Regions from separate parts of the Anas platyrhynchos genome. Here region 2 is linked to region 1. A link is a contact called in public Hi-C data. All regions are on one chromosome and are shown on one strand. Each heading gives the region's core, a stretch centred on a gene start, on an enhancer-like site or on the middle of the called end of the contact. The rest is flanking DNA. Distances are from core to core; before and after follow the strand shown.

Evidence for each region. A called contact is a pair of places that touch in the nucleus more often than the background predicts.
Region 2: a contact with region 1 is called in a Hi-C map of subcutaneous adipose tissue, with 1.8 times the contacts expected there. The contact joins two enhancer-like sites. A contact is called at or near these places in 3 of 8 Hi-C or Micro-C datasets (liver, skeletal muscle and subcutaneous adipose tissue).

What each region holds. Positions count from the first base shown.
Region 1 is chr6:16,127,206-16,130,435 of IASCAAS_PekinDuck_T2T, forward strand. The region is part of intron 2 of ZMIZ1 (zinc finger MIZ-type containing 1); the gene reads right to left. Among named protein-coding and RNA genes, the nearest start is that of ZMIZ1, 65 kb to the right of the region's middle. Within about 2 kb of position 1,681, at least 5 of the 8 cell types and tissues checked have an H3K27ac peak or open chromatin away from gene starts, as enhancers often do. A contact at or near this core is called in subcutaneous adipose tissue, where this site is marked.
Region 2 is chr6:16,170,274-16,173,503 of IASCAAS_PekinDuck_T2T, forward strand. All of the region lies in intron 1 of ZMIZ1 (zinc finger MIZ-type containing 1), which reads right to left. Among named protein-coding and RNA genes, the nearest start is that of ZMIZ1, 22 kb to the right of the region's middle. Within about 2 kb of position 1,683, at least 2 of the 8 cell types and tissues checked have an H3K27ac peak or open chromatin away from gene starts, as enhancers often do. A contact at or near this core is called in subcutaneous adipose tissue, where this site is marked.

The DNA of each region.
Region 1 (3,230 bases), core at 431-2,930:
AAAGAAGACTCTGCATTGGAGAAGTTCTTACAAGAACAGAAAAAGAAATATAGCAGAAGACAGAAGGCTATCTGAATATAGATGCAATTGTTTTGGACTGTTTAGAGAACAAACCCGAAACTTCCAAGTGGGCTGATGCCTGTACATTTAGCCACTGGCACTAACACTTTTGCACTGCTCTGCAACATACTAAAAAATAGTTTCTTCAGAAATAAGTGCAATCAACTGCAATCTAATCTAGTTGTGAGGTCTTCATACAAGAAAGGTATGAAGGGGGGGGTTGATTCATTTAGTTTTATTTTCTACCTCCTTCAGCCTGTTTGATTATATGTAAAGTACTGCTGAACTAATTTAAGCAGTCCCTCACCACACCTTCAGGGAGCAAATTATCTACACTTCTGTTAAGCACCAATGTGCTACAGCCATTGGTGTTATAAATGTTGGTTTATTATCATGGCAGCAAGTCACTCTAGGAACCGCAATAAAATCTATTAACATTTTATTCAAGTTCATGGTCGTATTAGGTCAAGTACTTGTGAATAAACTGTAGAGGATGAAGAACTAGCTTTGAGACTGTTGTTACCAATTGGTTACATTTTAGTAGATTTATTATTCGGCACAAATTGTAGAGCTCTGACTTAATTCCATCAGGGACAAAAATATCTGTAAGATAACCAAGTCTGAGAAGAGAAAGAAGGAAAAAAAAATAAATGTGTCTACGTATCCTCAGAGTGATCAACACCATGCTAGATGAGACCAGCACAACTGATAACAACTATCCTATGCCGCGTGCATGCCTTGAGCTGCTCCATCAGAAACCATAGAAAATACAGACCAACGTTACTTATATAAGCATTTGCAGTCCTCAAACACCACAACCCAACAGGAGGCAGGCATTTGTTCCAGATAAAATTCTCGTGAATAACGTTTTTCCTCAACAATGTGGTACAAACTGTGTCAGTGTTTCTTGGATACTGAATTTTAAAGACTGTCAGCTCCTCGCAGCATAACCAACCCCTTGTTTTTCTCAATGCTCGCCAGTTGGACGAAAGTATTATTTAATTTAATTATGAAATATAGCTCAGAACAGAAGTATTCCAAGCTCTGCAGCAAGATTCCATTTGTAACTCCAAGTAGTGTAAAAACAAGAGTTAATTGCCTGTACAAATATTTCAGGGTAGTGTTTACGTAATCTACAGTACATTAAGTACCAGAGTTGTGCTCTACTGATAGGTGAAAGAACAACTTTGAAAGGCAACTGCGTTGCCAATTAGCTTTCAACAAATATGTACACAAGCTGTGCTTGCAGGCTCGCGCTCAGCTTCCTCATTCTCTGCAGATTGCCCGGTTTTATAATGGTGAACTCCTTTATACTCAAACACCCAGCTAACTTCGCAGTGCTCGAACAAGGGAAGGCAGCGGGTTTTATTCAGCCGGAGCTGCAACGCACCCAAATGTCACAGCTTAGGACGGCGATCTTTGACCAAAGCCACGTTCCAGTTTTAAGTGTGTGACACAAACCCCTTAGGCCTGAGCAGGGAAAATAAAACCATGGCTGCAGTTAGTCCCAGGAGGATGGAGCTTGCCTGCAAGACCCAGCAAGGCACACAAATGTCACACTGGTCCCAGCTCCTGCATGCACCTCTGGAGAGGCTGAGCCCTGAGCACGAACACCCACGCGCATGCTCGCAGCAACCGCGCCACCGTTTTGCCTAACAGAGCCGTACACAAATAAAGAACCCAGCCCAGGTTCACAAAGCCACGTGAAGAGATTAACGCTCGTAGTCTTTGGGAATAACTGCATCGTGCTCCTCCCACAAAATGGACTTGTTTCCAGTCCAGGAAAGCAAACTGCCTGGGGCTGAGGCCTGCACCTCTGCTGCTTTGGGCAGGCCGGCCCTGCTGCTCGGCGCAGCCTGGGCAGCACTGGACAGCAGCGTGCGGAGCTCCTCACGGGGTGCTCAGTGGGGGGCTGCCAGCAGCCTTATGAGTGACTGGGTCTAAAGGAAACGTTCTGTAATTAGCTTAACAGTAAGTGCTAAAACAGCTTTCTGCAGTGCTTCCAAGTTCCAGTGCTTTTCACAAGATACTTCTTACGCAGGCTGAGTTACTGCTCTGCTTGCTACGATGGAAACAAGCCTGAAGATGAAAAGAGTGAAAGTTTATAGAAACAGGAAAGTTCAAACAATTCTGGAATTCTGCTTCATGAATTCCTTTAACTCACATAATGTTATATAAATTGCAATTTTGATAATAAGACAGCTGAAAATAAGTCTAGTCTTGTAAGTTGTGTGGGTGTATGGTTATGCTTATGTAAGTTTCAATATCCACATTACTTTATGAGCATATGTCTAAGTCTGCTGCTGTGGATATCTCTGTTCTCCATGTGCATGTTTTGTTTCAGTACTCAGGAAAATCATCACTCTGCCATACTGCATAAAGCTTGTGAGACCTTTCTGCTAGGTAGAAGTTATCAGTCTTTCAGCTAGTACCCTCGTGGTATTCAGCTGAAGAAAGAGAGAGAAGGAGACTTGAAAGTACAGCTGAAGTCTGTGTGGCCCTGCTACCACTGATTACAAAAAGTAACTTCTCCAGTATTTTCTGTAAAATGGTTCACATCTGGTCTGTGTTATAACAGAAAGGGTTGCCTGACGATCTGTCACAGCCACCCAGAGATACCAAAGAATAAACAACTGATCCTTTGATGTGCTTGTGTGATGGACAGCTGAAAATCTGCGGATCTTTTTTTTTTTTTATTTTTTGCTAATGCAGTGCACAGCACAAATAAGTCCCCCCTTCTTTTTTATTATTCTTTTGTAAATCTGTTCAGCTCATATACAGTATGTTACCAAGTTGGGATGTCCATATCTTAAAGTGGCTTATCTATGCAGCAATGTTAGCCTTCACCCAAGCAGGTATTTGAACTTCTGTTGAGGAGTAAAGGACATGACATGTATTTTATTAAAACATAAATTTTTTACATTTTAAAAGCAAGCTTAAATTCACATTCACCTGCAGAAGTACTGACAAACAACTCAGACCAGCTCGTGTACGTCGGTGCACGCAGCCTGAGCAAACGAACGCCTCCCTGCTGCTGGGTGTGACTGGCCACTGCCTCCAATTACAGAGGATGAGCAATGCCAGCACCGGCACCTCTGAGCTCAAACCCTGCAAAAGCTTTCGACACCTCTCTCATCTGAGAGGAGAGTGAGCTGAATATGGTGACATTT
Region 2 (3,230 bases), core at 433-2,932, 43 kb after region 1:
AAGCGACACTTAGGCTATTTATTTGTGCATAGAGCCGGTTCTGTTTGTTAGAAAGCTGTTTTCCAACATGCAAATTGACTTCTTCTGTAGGTCAAACACTAGCATGAGCAAGCTGATAAAAATCACGTTGAACTGGGGCTTTTATCTCGCTTATACAGCTGGTGTAGATGCATGCAATCATACTGCTATTAATGCTTCACATTATTAAAAAGACTGCTTAAGTGGAAAGTACTTAATATTCATGAAGTCTCTTTAGCATCTGATTAGGTTCTTCCCCTTCCTCTGCCTCATGCTTAATTTATTACATTTTTTACCTGGGCCAAAAACCTAACTATGAAACCACCTTTATTTTGCATTTAGCACACCCTTAACATCGCTAAATAGAAAAGGATTTCTATTCCTTCAGAAGCCTACAAGGAATCGTTATTCAGTAAAGAAGCATACTGAGCTTGCAATTTAAACCAACAAATGCTTTTAACATACAATTGACGTATGGCAAAAGCGAGTTACACCAACAATCTTGTCTGATAAGCCATTATTACATATTATTGCATTAATAATTAGGCTCCTGGGGATGGACAGGAAGTATATATAAATGGAAAATGAGCCCTTGGAGACTTCACCAACCAATGGAAGCCTTAGACCCTGCATCCTCAAAGCAGAAGTTCAAATACCGTCATGGCAACCACATGCAGATTATCCCATGTCAAATAAATCATACCTTATGCCAAATAAAAGCACAGGGCAGTGCAAGAGAGGGACATAGTAACGAAAGTCCTGATTTGACCAACACAGAGGAGGTTGATGAATTTACTTCTTATACTTCAGTCAGTTTTCTGAGAACTTACAGAGCCTGTGTCCTTAAAGTATTCATCCATTTGATTTCGCAAAAAAACTTCATCCCACTGAAATTGATGCTCTAACCGTACCTTCAATAGGCCATGAGATGGAAGAGGACCCACCTGACTTTAAAGGAAACCACAAATGTGGGTTGTATCCTTTGTCAAGTAAATCCCTACTTCTTTGAACATCACTGCAACCTCCTCACCTGTAGTCTACAGATTTTTCGTATTTCATTTGTCAGATAAACACAGAAGAGTTTACAACTACAGCTCTGAAGAATCAAGAGCACTGAACACTGGACAAACAACACTTGCCCAGCTGAGGCATTTCCAGCTGTGCCAGACCTAGGCCTCAGTCAGTCCTGTTTTCTCCTACAGCAACAACAGTGTACCTGCCCTGTGCCTCTGGACACTGAAGTTGTTACTAAAAGCAGTATGTGGGAAAAACGCATACCTTTAACTTGGGTGGGCCTAATTTTAGCCTCCGTATACCACGTCCATTCTTCCCATATGGTGTTTCTAACTACCTTATTACTCGTATTCCCAAATGCCCCAGGGATTGTGCCAGGCGCAGCCATTACACAGCATGAGGCAACAACCCTGGCAGCACGTGGAGGTAGCACCTCGCCACGATCCCTCAGTTAGAAAAAAAATCAGCCACCTTTCAGCTTTTTTTGTTTAAGAAAAAGAATCTCAGAACACCTTAAGACTGATTTTAAGAGCTGAAGAAGAAAGGACTGAAATAGCTTTAAGTTCATCTCCTCAGCAGTAATAAATAAGGCCTTAGAGTTGGAGGCAAAGTTAACCACAACCCTGGGACTCGATCCAAGTCTCCCATGACAATAGGAAAACATTAGAACAGTAACATTCAAAATATTATTCAACTTTTAAAGGCTTAGCACAGTTCAAAGTCTCCTTTGTGGAACAGCACTTTTGAAAATGTCGGTCGCCTTCCAGGGAGCATTTCCTCCTCATCACGCACAGCGTCGTTTCTGCAAGGAGGAACGCCGCCGCTCGGCTGAGCCAGGCAGGGGGAAAGTCTTTAAATGACTGCAGAATTCTTAAAAGATGGTAAAAGGTCTAATCCTATGTAATGATTTACAAAGCGACAAGTGAAACAGATCTACTGTGACAGGCTGAAAGCAGACCAACGTAAATAAAATTGCTGCTCGCATGCTCACAGCCTCGCAGCCAACAGCACAGGCAAGAGCAGGACCCACGGACACACACAAGGATTTTTTTTTTTTTATTTTTTTTTTTTTTACCCACCCATGCACCCATCACAGTCTACACAGAGGGAAAACAGACAAAGTAACTTCAGAGTCAGGCACTCTTCCCAAGGCACCAGTTTACTGATTACTACTGCAGTTCTCATACAAACCCTCTTTGCATGGCAATCCCAGATTAAAAAGGCACAACTAATTTCTTCCTTACTCCACAAAAAACAGCAAAAAATAAAAATAAACCTACACCTAAGAGCTCTGTACGTCAGTTTTATTCATTAAGCTTGCAACTGCAGCACGGCAGCTGCAACACACAGAGGCAGAGCACAGCGCCAAGTATGTGCAGCCCAAGCACGCCGAGTATTTCTCTGGCCAGCAATCGCGATGTGGGTCAGCAAGGCCTGGCGCTACTTATTTACGTCTTTTTCATATATAGAAGACACAGGCCCACATTTAACCATTTGTTTGCTGGAAGGCACCTGAGGCAGCCCCTTTGCCTGTCTGCACCCTGCAGTTACGGGGGTGCCAGGGCTGGCTTTTCCCCACTGGAGCAAACCCACTTGGCTTCCAGCTGTACAGCAAAATGCACCCAAGTGGGGGACCAGCTGCTTGTCCCCTCTGCCATAGCATCAGGCCCCTGAAACTAGCACTCTGTTCCTCCTGGATGGCTCTTCCAATCCCTCCCTCCTCACAGCTGGTGTGGGGTACCTCCTACCCCAGCGTGGCAATACTGGACGGGTGTGAGGAGTGCCCCCACCGCACCACTGCCATGCCAGAGACTACAAGCAGGTCACTGACGGCCAAGGTCATCTTGTTTGTGGAAAAAATAAAAACATTAAGACTCTAATACGGTAAAAACACAGCAACAGCAATGAGGAAACAGAAGCCTAATGCTTCCTCTAACACTCACTTAAAAACACCATTAAAGTCAGCTGACTCCGTCATATGACCTGGCAAAACTACCATTCATTACAACAGTTTGGGGGTAAACCCAGCCTGATTGCACACTTGCTCCTGCATTTTGTACTCTGCCCTCTTAAACCTCATCTCCGAGTAGAAAGCAGTCAATTAATTGAGCTGGGGTTTCAAAACTGATGCTGGGCAGAGCCAGCCGCCCCTGCTGCCTGCCAGGTTGTTCGGGCACGCTGCAGCACCTCCAGCAACA